Linked DNA regions of Pan troglodytes: regions 1, 2 and 3 are each linked to region 4. The links are chromatin contacts, called in public Hi-C and HiChIP or PLAC-seq maps. All regions are on one chromosome and are shown on one strand. The core of a region is the stretch at or near the end of the contact, and the rest is flanking DNA. Distances in the headings are between cores, read along the strand shown.

Evidence for each region. Hi-C and Micro-C count contacts between places; a contact is called where the count stands out from the background. HiChIP or PLAC-seq counts read pairs in DNA pulled down with a chosen protein or histone mark.
Region 1: an H3K4me3 HiChIP or PLAC-seq map of stem cell-derived excitatory neurons shows a contact between it and region 4, with 10 times the contacts expected there. The contact joins the promoter of SP9 here to the promoter of SP3 in region 4. A contact is called at or near these places in 3 of 7 Hi-C or Micro-C datasets (induced pluripotent stem cells and stem cell-derived neural progenitor cells), 1 of 1 datasets of contacts at active chromatin or transcription factors (stem cell-derived excitatory neurons) and 1 of 1 other capture datasets (stem cell-derived neural stem cells).
Region 2: a contact with region 4 is called in an H3K4me3 HiChIP or PLAC-seq map of stem cell-derived excitatory neurons, with 3 times the contacts expected there. The contact joins the promoter of OLA1 here to the promoter of SP3 in region 4. A contact is called at or near these places in 1 of 7 Hi-C or Micro-C datasets (stem cell-derived neural progenitor cells) and 1 of 1 datasets of contacts at active chromatin or transcription factors (stem cell-derived excitatory neurons).
Region 3: a Hi-C map of stem cell-derived neural progenitor cells shows a contact between it and region 4, with 2.0 times the contacts expected there. The contact joins the enhancer-like site here to the promoter of SP3 in region 4. A contact is called at or near these places in 1 of 7 Hi-C or Micro-C datasets (stem cell-derived neural progenitor cells) and 1 of 1 datasets of contacts at active chromatin or transcription factors (stem cell-derived excitatory neurons).

Annotation. Positions count from the first base shown.
Region 1 is chr13:76,372,907-76,376,141 of NHGRI_mPanTro3-v2.0_pri, reverse strand. SP9 (Sp9 transcription factor) reads right to left here and starts at 1,321. Exons shown (of 2, transcript XM_016950060.4): 1 at 1,162-1,321; 2 at 1-168. The coding sequence starts at 1,182.
Region 2 is chr13:76,287,652-76,290,904 of NHGRI_mPanTro3-v2.0_pri, reverse strand. OLA1 (Obg like ATPase 1) reads left to right here and starts at 1,906. Exons shown (of 10, transcript XM_003949919.6): 1 at 1,906-2,446. The coding sequence starts at 2,259.
Region 3 is chr13:75,706,075-75,709,402 of NHGRI_mPanTro3-v2.0_pri, reverse strand. No RefSeq gene overlaps it. Among named protein-coding and RNA genes, the nearest start is that of SP3, 300 kb to the left of the region's middle. Within about 2 kb of position 1,667, at least 3 of the 24 cell types and tissues checked have an H3K27ac peak or open chromatin away from gene starts, as enhancers often do. A contact at or near this core is called in stem cell-derived neural progenitor cells, where this site is marked.
Region 4 is chr13:76,004,541-76,007,653 of NHGRI_mPanTro3-v2.0_pri, reverse strand. SP3 (Sp3 transcription factor) reads left to right here and starts at 1,588. Exons shown (of 7, transcript XM_016950059.4): 1 at 1,588-2,301; 2 at 2,915-3,063. The coding sequence starts at 2,295.

The DNA of each region.
Region 1 (3,235 bases), core at 72-2,571, 370 kb before region 4:
GAGGCTGGAGCCGAGGTTGCAGCTGGACGAGGAGCGCTTCCAGGGGTGAAAGCCGCCTTTGGCGAAGGCGCTCGACTCTGGCAGCGTCGTCAGCGGGCTCGTGTTGCCGATCTTGTTGCAGGTCGCCGCCAGCATGGCCAACGGGGTCGTTCCGAAGCGCGGCTCTTCCTAGAGTGGGTGGGATGGGGGAGGGAGCAAGAAGGAGGAGGGCAAGAGGAAGTGGGGGAAGAAACAAAGTGCACCCGTGAGCAGCCTCGTCCCCTGCGGCTGCTCCCGGGGGGTCCTGGCTCCCCGCCTCGCGCCTCCTCCCCACGCGCCCGCGGAGGAGTCGCCGCACCGGGCGCGGAGCAGGGGCGATCACCGGGGCGAAGGTCCAGGCGCCGGAAAGTTGCACTTCGCTGAGGCTATAAATCAAAGATGCCTCCGTGTTCCCCGCTGCAACCCTGCCTACAACCGGACTTGGGTTGTCGCCGTAAACCGGCTCCTCTCCCAGAAGACCCCAAGTCGCCCTTCGGGGTGAAGCGCGAAGGTAAACACAGAGACCAGAGACAACAAACACCGGGTGAGGGCGGAGGCGGCCGAAACAGCAGCCAGGGACGGGCGAAACTTGCAGCACTCCCAGGGTGGCTACGACTTGACTTTTCTTTTTTAATAGAAAACGTTTGGTTTTAAAGTTTACATACACACAAAAACAGCGATTATGAAAACAATAATCCGAGGATAAGCGGCCAGAGACAGATTTCAAAGTCATGGGCGAATTGGGGAGCCGCGGAAATGTAAATGTTTATTAGCGTGACTAGATGGACTGCAAAACGATTAAGACTGTTTTCTGGAAACACCACTGTCGCATAATTGCAACAAAATCCCCAAAGCAAGGCGGGGGATGGGGTATAAATCACGAGGGGAAGAAAAGAAACCTCTAGCTTTTTTTTGAAACCAAATGAAAAAGGACTTGATTAAGAAGGCCTTTTCTTGCAAAGGCATCTTGCTGGGTTCCAAAAACTTGGGGAAAAATCAGTCCCAGAAATGTGGAAAGTGCTAATAGAAGCTGAAGCTGCAGTCTAGCAGCAACAGTTTCTCCGGAGCCGCAGACCCCAGAAGCCATAACGAAAAATTACTCCGGTTAAAACAAGCAAATGCGTTGCCGCGCTTGCGACTTACCCCGAGTATAGACGTGGCCATAGCAGGTCTCTGGCTGCGCAGCGAGGCTGGGAGCGGGGCTGAGCCTGGCGGCTGCTCGGAAAAACTGCTTGGCTCCCGCGCGGCTCCCGCGTCCCCGCGCTCGTGCCGAGCGGACTCCAGGCTCCCGCCGGCTAAACTCAGCCTAAGTGCGAGGAGCACCCGCTTTGAAGTGCCGCTGGCTGCGCCTCTCGCCCAATGAGGGCGCAGGCAGAGCAGACGGGAGCTGCCCCGCAGCCAATCAGACGCTCCGAGGGGCCCGAGCCCGGGCTCCCGGCGCGTGCCAGTCAAGTCGGCTAGCTAGGGCCGCGGGGGTGGGGGGGAGTAGTGGGGGATACTTGCGGGGGGGCGGGGGGCGAGGGCGGGCTGGGGGCTGAAGAAATTACAGTGCAATTAAAAATTTACACTCACGCACCAAGCCAGGTTTAAGTACCAATGAAACCGAGCCACAAGCACCCCCCCACACACAAACCACCCCGAGATGTTGCAAGTTAGGGCTGACAGTGCTACTCGACTCCCCACTTGTAGGAAAGGAGGCAGGAGGGGAGGAGACACCCAGACACAGCCCGCACCAGCAGGGCCCAAGTGGAGACGGAAATGTCAGCCCTCACTTTGTGTGTCCAGGCTTTTGCCTACAGAACACAACTTCAGCTTGTATCTATCATTCTTGCTTGTGATTTTTATCATTTTCGTGTGTCTTCTACCCAATTCCTTATTCCACTAGATTCAATTTCACTCTCACAGTTATACTGGGGAGGGGGCGCGAAGGGACAGCTCCTCCGAGAGGAGCGAAATAGGCCTCTCTGTACAGATCTACATCCACAGATTTGTTGGGAGGGCCTGGAGCCTGCTGCATCCCGCCATTTCCCCCCAGCGGTGTAAGTGACTTCCTAATTGTCGCTCTGGCCTCTGACCCGGGGGGTAATACAAGTGCCACTCACGCTAGAGGCTTCTGGTGGTAATTGAGGGCACCCTTTGTACGGTTTCGCCAGCGCTTAGATACCAGGTTAACCCAGTTGTCAAATATGACTAAACAGTGGGATGTGCTGATTATCTGCCGGGTTTTGCTGGGGGCTGGCATGGGGGTGGGAGGCATCAGCCCATACAACACGCTGCACGAAGCCGCTTATTTTCTCACTGTAACAACTTTGGAAACAGAGACCGGCGCGAGCGGCGTCCGCCCCCACCTCCACCTCCGCTGAAGCTGCAGCTTGCTCGGCTGTTTGTTTAACCCGGTGAAGATTTGCATGTCGCGTTTCATCCTGGAGTGGAGTTTTCTTGTCCCAGCTCCAACCCACTCCCATTCCAGACCACCAGGGCCTAGAGGCTCGTCCGTAGGGCAAGTGCGCTGTTTTAAGAGGTAGGCTCCCCATTAGTGCCCTGCTTTCACGGACGCGCCCGAGAAATCTCTCCAGGACTTTCACCCGGGAGGGCGGAGGACCAGGCCACACGTGGGCGCTTCCACATTTTGCAGGCTGGAAGCATCCTGAAGTCCTCCCTGGACCTTGTCAGTGTGAAAAGAGGGGTCCTCAAACAGACCAGGGTGCGTCTTCGAGTCCCCCAGCAACCGCTGACCTGCTTGTTTTTCTCTTTCTGGGCCCCGCTTTCTCTTTCTTCTCTAGGGTAGCCAGAAGCTGTTTTTGAACCAGAAATACCATCGCCCTCGGGCAGACCTGGGCACTGGTTTTAATATAGCACACTCCCCACTAAACCCACACCCTGCTTCTTAGAAAAAAAAAAAAATTAAACTACCAACCCCAAACCCTCGGGTGCAAACGACGAGTTGTCGCGGAGCCGGTGCAAGTGACAAGGATGTGGAACTGTGCCTCCCGTGTTTTCTCTCCTCTTTTGCAAGATCTCTTGACCCAAAAGTACGACCAGAGTGGCGCTGCTATCGGCCCTGTGATGGAGCCTGGGTGCGTCTTGGCGCACTCCGTGGGTGGGGAGGGCTATGTGGGTCGCTTTCTTGGATTCATCTTAAAATACTTTGGCTCAGAATGGTTTTTTTTTTATTTTATTTTTTTCTCTTTTTTGTTTAAGGTGGCGAAAGCACCAA
Region 2 (3,253 bases), core at 657-3,156, 280 kb before region 4:
GCTGGGATTACAGGCGTGAGCCACCGCACCCGGCAAGCTTTTTAAGTAATGGTTCCTCTCTATTTCCACAAGCAGCAGTGTGAATCCACTATAGAGCTTCATTACTAAAATATCAGTACATGATTCAGGAATCACTTTGAAGGGCTGTTCCTGAGAGTTATTTTCACAGTGGCCACAAAATTTGGGCTAGTTAGCCCTCTTTTTCATAGTTAAAGTGCACCAAGATAGCTGTTTTATACATATATAGTTTTGGTGACAAGGGTACTAGACCAAGAATATAAATAGGGCACATTAATATATAATATTAAGAAAAAGTAATACAAAACCAAATCAAGTTGCCTGTGTCCTTGAGAATTTCCAAAATTGTAGAGAAAGCTCTTTAACTCACCTCACTAGAGCACTGTTACAGGGCTAAGGAAAAGCCTTAATGCAATTTTATTATGAATACTGGCTCAGAGCTTATAGGGAGTCTCTATTTGAATGAATTCTCGTCTGGGTGCGGTGGCTCACGCCTGTAATCACAGCACTTTGGGAGGCCGAGGTGGGTGGATCACAAGGTCGGGAATTCGAGACCAGCCTGACCAACATGGTGAAACCCCGTCTCTACTAAAAATACAAAAATTAGCTGGGTGTGGTGGTGTGCACCTGTAATTCCAGCTACTTAGGAGGCTAAGGCAGGAGAATTGCTTGAACTCGGGAGGCGGAGGTTGCCGTGAGCCCAGATCACGCCACTGCACTCCAGCCTGGGCGACAGAGTGAGACTCCATCTCAAAAAATAAAAATGAATTCTCGCTGAAAGGAAACAGATTTTTCAGATAGTTTTAGTTTTACTTTTTATTTGTATTTATTTTGTTAGAGATAAGGTCTTGCTCTACACCCAGGCTAGAGTGCTGCGGCAGTGATCATAGCTCACTGCAACCTTGAGCTCTCAGGCTCAAGCCATCCTCTCACCTCAGCCTCCTGAGTAGCTGGGACTACAGGTATGTGCCACTACACCCAGCTAATTTTTGTTTTTTGGTAGAGATGGGGTCTCACCACGTTGTCCAGGCTGTTCTCCAACTCCTAGGCTCAACTGATCCCCCTATCTTGGCCTCCCAAAGTGCTGGGATTACGGCCAGATTTTCAGTTAGATTGTGGTTTGAAATATGCTGCTGCCATTTACTAGTTGTGTGACTTCATCCAAATTAATCAACCTTTCTGATATTGTTTCCTCACTTGTAAAATGGGGATGGCGACCTATTTACATCCTTTAATATTAATAGCAACTAATCCCTTTAAAAGGAGCTTCTAGTGTCACAATTTTTGGACAGGTATCATATTCATTACAACAAATACCTGAATGACATCTGAAGGCCAGGACCTAAATGAAAGAATTCCTTCTCCAGTGGCGCTCATGGTATTGATATGATGTGGGTGAGATGGGATGAAATCCTAATATTAACAACAGCAACTACTCACAAGCCTTTTCTGTATGTGCTGAGTACTGTTGTTACGAGCTCAACACGCATTGTCTCATTTTATTCTCACACGAATAACCTCATAAGGTGGTTTCAATAGCCTCATTTTATCCAGAACGAAATTGAAGTCCAGAGAAGTTAATTTGTCTAGGGTCATACAGTCAATGAGTGGCGGAATCCAGATTGGAAATTCCCAAATTTCAAAGGCCCCTGCTCTCAACTACCAAGAGGAAAAGGGGGGAAATTGGCTCAATTAAACGCATTCTGTGATCCAGTACCTGTGTGCGACGCTTTAACTATAAGGCGAGGAAGAAATCCCTAGACCAAAGTTTCCCTTAGCCCCTTTTCCTTCAAGAACTTTTAGTTAACAGCTTCTCTCCGCACAGACTGAGCGAATAAAGTTATAGGAAAAGGGAGATGGGCTAGCGGCCACGCGGTCCTCGGGGCTGGTGTGGCTGTTTGCCTGACTTCAGACACCCCGGATCTCCCGGAGGGAAGTCAGGGCCCAAGGCGCTCCGCAGTCCAGCTGGGGAAGCTTGGGGCTGTAGGCCCGCGAGTGAACGTGAGCAGGTAACCCAGGCCGCGCAGCCAGACGGAAGCGGAGACCTAGAACCGAGAAGCCCACGTGCCGAAGCGGAAGACTAGAGCTCCCGGGAATGGCCTAGCCAGCGCCTTCCCCTCTCCAGCTCCCTGCTGCCGCGCGGCTCCTCCCACCCTGGGCTCCTCCCGCCCTACTCCCGCCTCCCCGGCCGGTTAGGCCAATGGGCGGGACGCGCGGGCAAGGCGAGGGGGGCGGGGCCCATGGTCTGCGCGCAGGTGCCGCTCGGCGCCCGGCCCGCCCGTTCCGCCGCTGTCGCCGCCGTCGTGCGTGCCGCTCGGCGGAGGGGACGGGCCTGCGTTCTCTCCTCCTTCCTCCCCGCCTCCGGCTGCCGGCAGGACCTTTCTCTCGCTGCCGCTGGGACCCCGTGTCATCGCCCAGGCCGAGCACGGTGAGGCCCTCAGGGAGCCCGGGGGCGCGATCTCCGCCAGGTCTTCGGCGCCTGGGCTCATTGCCCTGAGGCTGGCGCGGGGCCCGGGCCCAGTGGCCAAGATGGGGCCAGGGCAGCGGGTGGCTTGGGGGTGTGTGGATGAATGAGGCGCTGTCGGACTAGGCCGCGAGTCGGGAGATCGGCCTACGCCTCACGCGGGAAAGCCCTGGGGAAAGCCTTCTCCCGACGCCAGGACGCCCGGTGGCCCAGTCCGGAGAGGAGGATGGGGGGTGGGGCCCACTTTGGGTGGGCTGCCGGCCACCTCTCGGTAGGCCAGAGGATCCGACAGGCGCTGTTCATGTATCTGTTCTTTGGAGGCCTGGGGGTTGGCCAGGAACAGGTGTCAGGACGCTGAGAAGGGAAATTCCTGGCCCTCGGGGTCAGGGATCAGAGGCTGGAATACTACTGCAAGGGCAGGGCCCCAGCGTGGTCCTAGGAGGTACAACTCTCAGCCAGAAGACTGGGACAGTTTTAGTTCCCAGCTTCTGAGACGTGAGCTTAGCGGTCTTTGTGATTTCACTTTGCAGTCCAAGAGTGGGACTAATTCTGCACGCATGATTTGGAGACAGAACTAGTAAGGGACAGAGAAAGTTTCGACTTGTAAATAAAAAGGTTCCGTCGATTAATTTACCATTAGAAATAGTAACCATAATGTAGATTTTGGAGGTTGCTTATGAGGACTGATGAGCCATACCTTCAGTGCCAAAGGTGGGAGGGACTTGGGGGAAGGACCCCAGTACCTGGTGGGTGTTCATCTATGTGAAAAAT
Region 3 (3,328 bases), core at 418-2,917, 300 kb after region 4:
TCATGATACGTTGAAGGCAGCTTTCACTCTGCAAATCTTCATTGCGGCTGGGAGTTCCAGTCTCTCTTGTTGCTCTCCACTTCCCACTGGACCAAGCCCCTCTCTATTACATGTTACTAGATGGCTGCTGCCTCTCAGGGTATTTTTTGAGGCTGTTTGTTTAGCCTGGGTAGGAGGATTCCTTTTGACAGGCTGGCAGCCCACTCCAACTTTGGCGATTTCCAGAAACAGCTTCAACTAAACAGAAGAACCAGTTCATGCTCAAATTATCCTTTGCATGAGGCTATATCCACTTTGGAAGAAAGATGAATTTAGAGTATTTCAGTGGGTTTTCTAATAGCAAATAGCTCTAACGATACACACAAAAGAAGCCTGTGGCTGAGTCGAAGTGGGGCAGGCCGCCTGCTCTTGAGTTTGGAGTCCATCCCTCTCAGTGGCAGAGGAGGGGCTCCCACACAAACACTTTCTGTGTCTAGCTCTGCTTGAACCTGAGGCATCATACCTGCAGGCACCTTGGTGTCCTGCTGCCCAGGGCTTGCCAGGGGCAGCTGTGGCTCTGGCTCTGGCTCTGTGGAGTCCTCTCTTTGGCTCTTTCCAATGACAGCTTTCAACTCCATGAGGTATGTTCCAGATGGGGCTTGGCTGGAAGACTAGAGGGAGGTCACATTGCTAAGGGAGAATCATTGGCTGCTTGGCCCATAATTTGGATGTTTCTAAAATCTTGCCATTTCTTTTCATTTTTCCACTCTACCTCAGACTCGCCTGCTTAGCCCCAGGTTTCCCCAATGTCAGCCTCTGTTCTGTGTCACAGCCCAACACAGTGATGACAGCATCATAAATAAAAAATAAAATCCAGCAAAACTAAGGTGTCTTTCTTCCATCTTCCCACCTCAGAGGTAGTATCTATAAACACCCATATCACAACTGTCACTCTATCTTAGATCACTCTTCAGAGTGTTTTCCTTTGAAATGCTATGGACCCACTAATGACGCAACAAACATTAGCACCTACCGTGTGCCAGGCACTGAGATAGGCCCTAGCTCTGCAGCAGTAAGAAAATGGACATAATTTATGCCCTTCTGGAATCTATAAAGTACTGATAGGAGTGCACCCTACGGCTCTGGTTTGTTAGTCACTTGGTGACCAGCAGTGCCAGGGGAAGGCAGACTGTTGTCCAGTCAAACCCTGGAAAGAAGGTCCCTCCTTCCGATTTCCATCACCGTGCAAGTGGTGAGGCCTGGTGGGAAGGAAAGGATGTAGGGTTCTTTGGGTGGTGACTGTTGCTATGGACTGGCAGAAAATTCTTAGAGCCTCCAGTCACACCGTTGTCTGAGAACCTGCTGGCCCTTGTACCACTCATTTAAATTCATACTCAACTAGGAGTCTCCAGCGCTTTACATGTCTCCTGGAGAATGCATAGAAAGTAAGTGCTCTCTGGAAGCCTGTAACAGTCCTCATCAAAGGCTGATTCCCTCTGTCCAAGGGTGAGTTTTATGAGAGGGAGAATAACGCGTAACTAACCACATTTTATTCTTTGACATTCCAATTACATTAGCCAAGGCAGGCATTAGAGATCAATTGATGGGCCAGCCCAGCAATGTGAGGGCTGAGAGGGGTGGGTCACTGAGGAGATGGCCCTGGGTGGCCACAGGGCAGTGCTGGGCGCCTCTGAACAAACGCTAGCTCTCTGTGAGCCTCGGCCCGTCGCTTCTAAAGTGCTGTCCCTTCATTACCTCCCTGCTGTTCTTTTCTGACAATCTGAGCCTGTCAATCTAGACCATTGCCTGGGTTGGAAACCCGGTTAACTAGGATTCATCTTGTCATTTCAAAAGGCGGTTTCTGTTTGTGGGCAAAATAAATGAGTGAGCTTCCAACTACCAGGCATTTTCACTGAAGCCCTATCGGCCCCCAACTTAAGTTTAATCAACCTGTTTCTAACTTAACCAGCCCAGGATCCAGTGGATTTTGCCTTTTCTAGAGCAAACTAGCTGTGCGTTCCTTCTTTATTTAACAGCTGATTGACTATGGCATGGAGTTTAGTAGATTGTGGATCAAATAAATGAGAACCATAAAATTTCCTCCCCAGGGACTAGGTTTTGATTATTTCATTGACCCTAGAACAAGAAATGTGCCCTCTGGACCAAAAAAAGAAAAAAAAAAAAAACTCCACGGCAATCCAAGTCCAGATGCTCCAGCCCAGGACTGATTCAATTACATTTATTAAAAGTAAAATGGAAGGGGGGCACATTTTTGGAGAATTATTCATATACCTTAATGGAAGAGGAATGGAGAGTAATAGTCAATCCCTAAAAATTTGATAATTCCTGGAAAGTGAGTGTCAATTTGGCACTCTGGAGCTCAGGGAATTCCAGGAATTACAATAGAAAAGTTATATAAAAAGTACAGTGATGGTGAGGATGTGCTTTTATTTGGAAGGAACTAAAAGCCTTGTAATTCAGCTACTACCAAAACTTAGTGCTTTCTAAGTGGATGAACATCACATTAGCGAATGTACAATTTAACAAGCAACCTGTAAGCATTTTATCTGTTCTCTGTTCTGGAAAATTCTGTGTACCGAGTGCCTATAGTGTGCCAAGCAATAGAAGAGGGAATGAGGTGAAATTAAGAGTCTGTTTGGGTGGAGCAGGTCTAGGTCAGAAGTCTACTTGTTACCCGTGTAGCCCTGGGAAAGTCACCTAGTCAGAATAAACTTATAAAAAGGGCAAAATAATATCAGTTGCTTAGGACCAATGCCTTTGGGGATGCTTGCCCAGCCATAGCCTCACTTCTTAAAGATCCACCTTCCAAGCAGGGAGGGCTGCATGGCCATGCAGTCTGCTGTTTCACAGGGGGTGAGTCACTCAGAACAAATGTTCGGTGGAGTCATATTGCTTGTCCTTGAGCCAAGATACCAGGCCTCCCCCTGGTGATTCTCTCTTTTTGCTCAACATTTTCTGAGTGGTTTCTGTAACTCACAATCAAACCTCCAGCAAGCTGCCCTTTGTTAATGTAATTGGAAAATAAAAGAATAAAATGTGTTTAGTAGCGTTATTCTCCCATGTTGTCTGTCAGATTGATCTGGCCCAAGATGGGCCTATCCGTATGTCTCTGCTCAGCATTTGGAATTGGGGCCTAGAGGCTCTGGTTCATCTTTGTAACCACCTGAAGGAGGGTGAGGAAACCCAGGAGCTGTAGGGCAGCCATTTTCTACCATGTGTAGGGAGAGCCAAAGAAAGCTCTACTGCAGGTCAAGATGTGAGAAACAGAAGCACAGAGAGAAGCCAAGATGAGAGGCTGTGGCCTAGCTGAGGGGTCAGTGGAGCTGAT
Region 4 (3,113 bases), core at 339-2,838:
AGAAGTTTTTTTGCTTGTCAAAATGGTCTGCGGACGTGCCGTCCCCACCCCCCAAAAAAGAAAGAAAAAAGACAATTCGTGTCTCACATCATTTGCCAATTGGTATCAATGAAGAAACGAATTTAACTCCTGTGGCCAAGTACTTTGCTCTCAAGGTGGCTGGACTAACACTTTGCAAAAAGGGTATGGCGATAGCGTAGAACATATCCCCACTCCTGAAAAAAACAAAACAAAACTGAAAATGCCTGAAATATCCTTTCTAGGGAAAGAGCTACCTTCCACCCAAGAGATCCAGGTAGGAACAGAGTGATAATAGTGACTTCCCTTCCTGCCTCCCAGTCCACTTATTTTCACCTGTCCCGCTCTTCAAGGCACCCATCTCTTTTTCCATTTTCCCCACCCCAAATCAGGTTATTTTGTGACTTTTATTTCCTTAAAAGTTTTTGTTGTAAAATAGTACATAGGTTATACCACTCAACTTTGAAAGTGACTTTTCCACTTAAATATGAGACTACAAGGACTTACTATTAGAAGAGATGAACCCTATTCTTGGACTCACAATTTTGAGTCTCGTTTCCGCATGTTTGTGGTTTTTAGGTTAATTCCCTGGAAATTTGATCTTTGTACAATTAAGAGCAAAGTAACCATACAATGTTTCTGATCCTGTCAGCATAGGCGGTTAAGTGCTTTGGAACTGGGATGCAAACTCAGTATCTCACAAATGGATTACCTATTAAGTTAGCACACACAAAATCTGGTTAAAGTGCTTGGACTTCACAACCTCATCCACCAGCACATCACATATCACACATCACACAAAATATAATAATCACAGTAATGGGAAAACTGAATCTTGAGCCAGAGTTCTAAAAAACAGGTATTGTGGACAGTGTTTCCACCTCTTGAATTTAACTTCTTTCTTGGCAACTATACTTGAAGGTAACAGGGAGAGATGTCTCTTAGTTGGCAAAACACACACTTAAAACCTGAGCATTTTCCCCCAGGATGACAGCAAGATATCAAGGATGCCAAAGAAGGAAGGAGTGTTAACCTAATCCAGTAAGTGAAACAAGATTTTAAAATACAACAAAAATGTTCCAATGGGGGGAAAAAAGGTAGTTCACCGGTTCACGACTTTAAAAAACGTTGGCAGTAGTTGATGGGCTTGTTTCAGGAGATATCTGACTTGGTACCAAGAGGATAAAGAGGCCGGGAATAATACGTTTGTGCAGCAAAATGATTATGTGACCGATTTTTTAAAACACAGAATTCTGCCCCACTGAATACATACACATACCACAAGTAAAATGAAATATACTTTTAAGTGCCCGTTTTGGTGCCACTGGCCAAAATTAAAACTCTCCTTCCGTATGTGAGGTGACTTGAGATTTCTTTTTTGCTTTAAATGCCTGCCTTCAGGGTACGTGAAAGTGGGAGACCGGTTGGAAAACTGGGGCTAAGGGGGCTGGGAGCGAGATGGCTGTGACTGTGAATCAGGAAGCTGGATGTGAGAGAGAAAAATCCTCCTCCAGCCTCGGAGGGGGTGTCTCCCCTAATACCAGCTCCCTCCCCCCGGGCTCGTGGGGCGGGTCTGGTTTGCTCAGTAGCGGCAGCGGCCGCAGCAGCACAGCCCCGGGGCTGAGCAGCGGTGGCCTCCTGGCAGCGCAGGGAAGCGGCGGCTCCAAGAGCGCGAGGCCCTGGGGAGATCCGGCCAAGACTGCTGCCGGGATGGAGGAAGCGTCCAGTGGAGCAGGAGTCACCGGGGACGAATTTCCTCCCCAGCTCAGCTCCCCTACAGCTTGGCTAGGCCTGCTCCGAGCGCCTGCAAGGTGGAGGAGGCCTGCGCCTCGGGCCTGGCAGCGGCAGCCGGCGAGAGAGGCGGGCACAGCGGGGTAACCGGCGAGCCGTAGCCGCTCTCGAAAACCTACGCTACCACGGCCGCTCATTGTCTCTCCCCTTCCACCCGGGGGCAAACAGGAAGCGCGCCGCCTGGCAGACCGACGGACAGGCGCCTGGACCAATGAGCACAGCCGACAGAGAGCACGGCAGCGAATGAGGGCCAAGAAGAGGGGCGGGAGTTCCGGGCGGGCTGTCACCCTCTTCCCCCCTTTTGGGCTGGAGGCTCCACCTTTTGTGTTTCCCGCACAGTCAATCAAAATAGGAAAAAAAAAATCCCCGGACCGCTCCGGCCGTGTCCGCCGCCGCTTCCCGCATCCTCTCCCGCCGCCGCCGCCTTCGCTCCTCACCATGTGTAAGGCGGCGGGGAGCCCCGCCTGAGGTGCCCTAAACACACTATGACCGGTACGTAAAGCCGAGAGAGAGCAACCCTTGCTGCTGCCGCCGCCGCCGCCGCCGCCGACCACAGCCAGCCCGGGGCCGCTGCCGCCGGTCTCGGCCCCGTGTGTGCGACCGAGTGTCTGTGAGAGGCAGAAAGCTGCACTCCCCTGCGCCTCCCTCCCCTCCCCGCCAGCCACCGTCCACCCCCGAAGCCCCAGCAACGCCGTCTCCCCGCCAGGCCCCGGGGCGGGCGGCCCGGTCCGCCGGGAGCGCATCCCCCTGTGTGCGGGCGCGGGCGGGCGTGTGTGAGTGACTGACGGTGCGAGAGGAGCGAGCGCGAGTGAGAGCGAGCGGCGCGAAGGGAAAGGGGAGGAGAGGAGAGGGGGCAGGGGCAGCGCGGGGAGGAGGAGGAGGAGGGAAAGAGGAGGAGGAGGAGGGTTACAGGCAGCGGCGGGCGGGGGCAGCAGCAGGAGGGGAGGAGGGAGCCGCCGCCGCCGCCGCCGCAGGGGGGCGGGTGGGGGAGGGGAAGGGGCCTGGGTCCGGGCTTTGGGAGTAATTTCGCTTCGGCCCGCGGGCCCCCTCCCTCTCCGCCACCCGCCTTCCTCCCCACCCCCACCCCCCCGCGCTGTGCCTGCAGCTCCCGAAAAGCCCGTGAAACAAGAGGAAATGGCTGCCTTGGACGTGGATAGCGTCGGCGGCGGTGGCGGCGGCGGCGGCCACGGCGAGTATCTGCAGCAGCAGCAACAGCACGGAAACGGTGCGGTGGCGGCGGCGGCGGCGGCCCAGGTGAGGAGCGGCTGAACCCCGGCCCGGCTCCCCCCTCGCGCCGCTTTCTC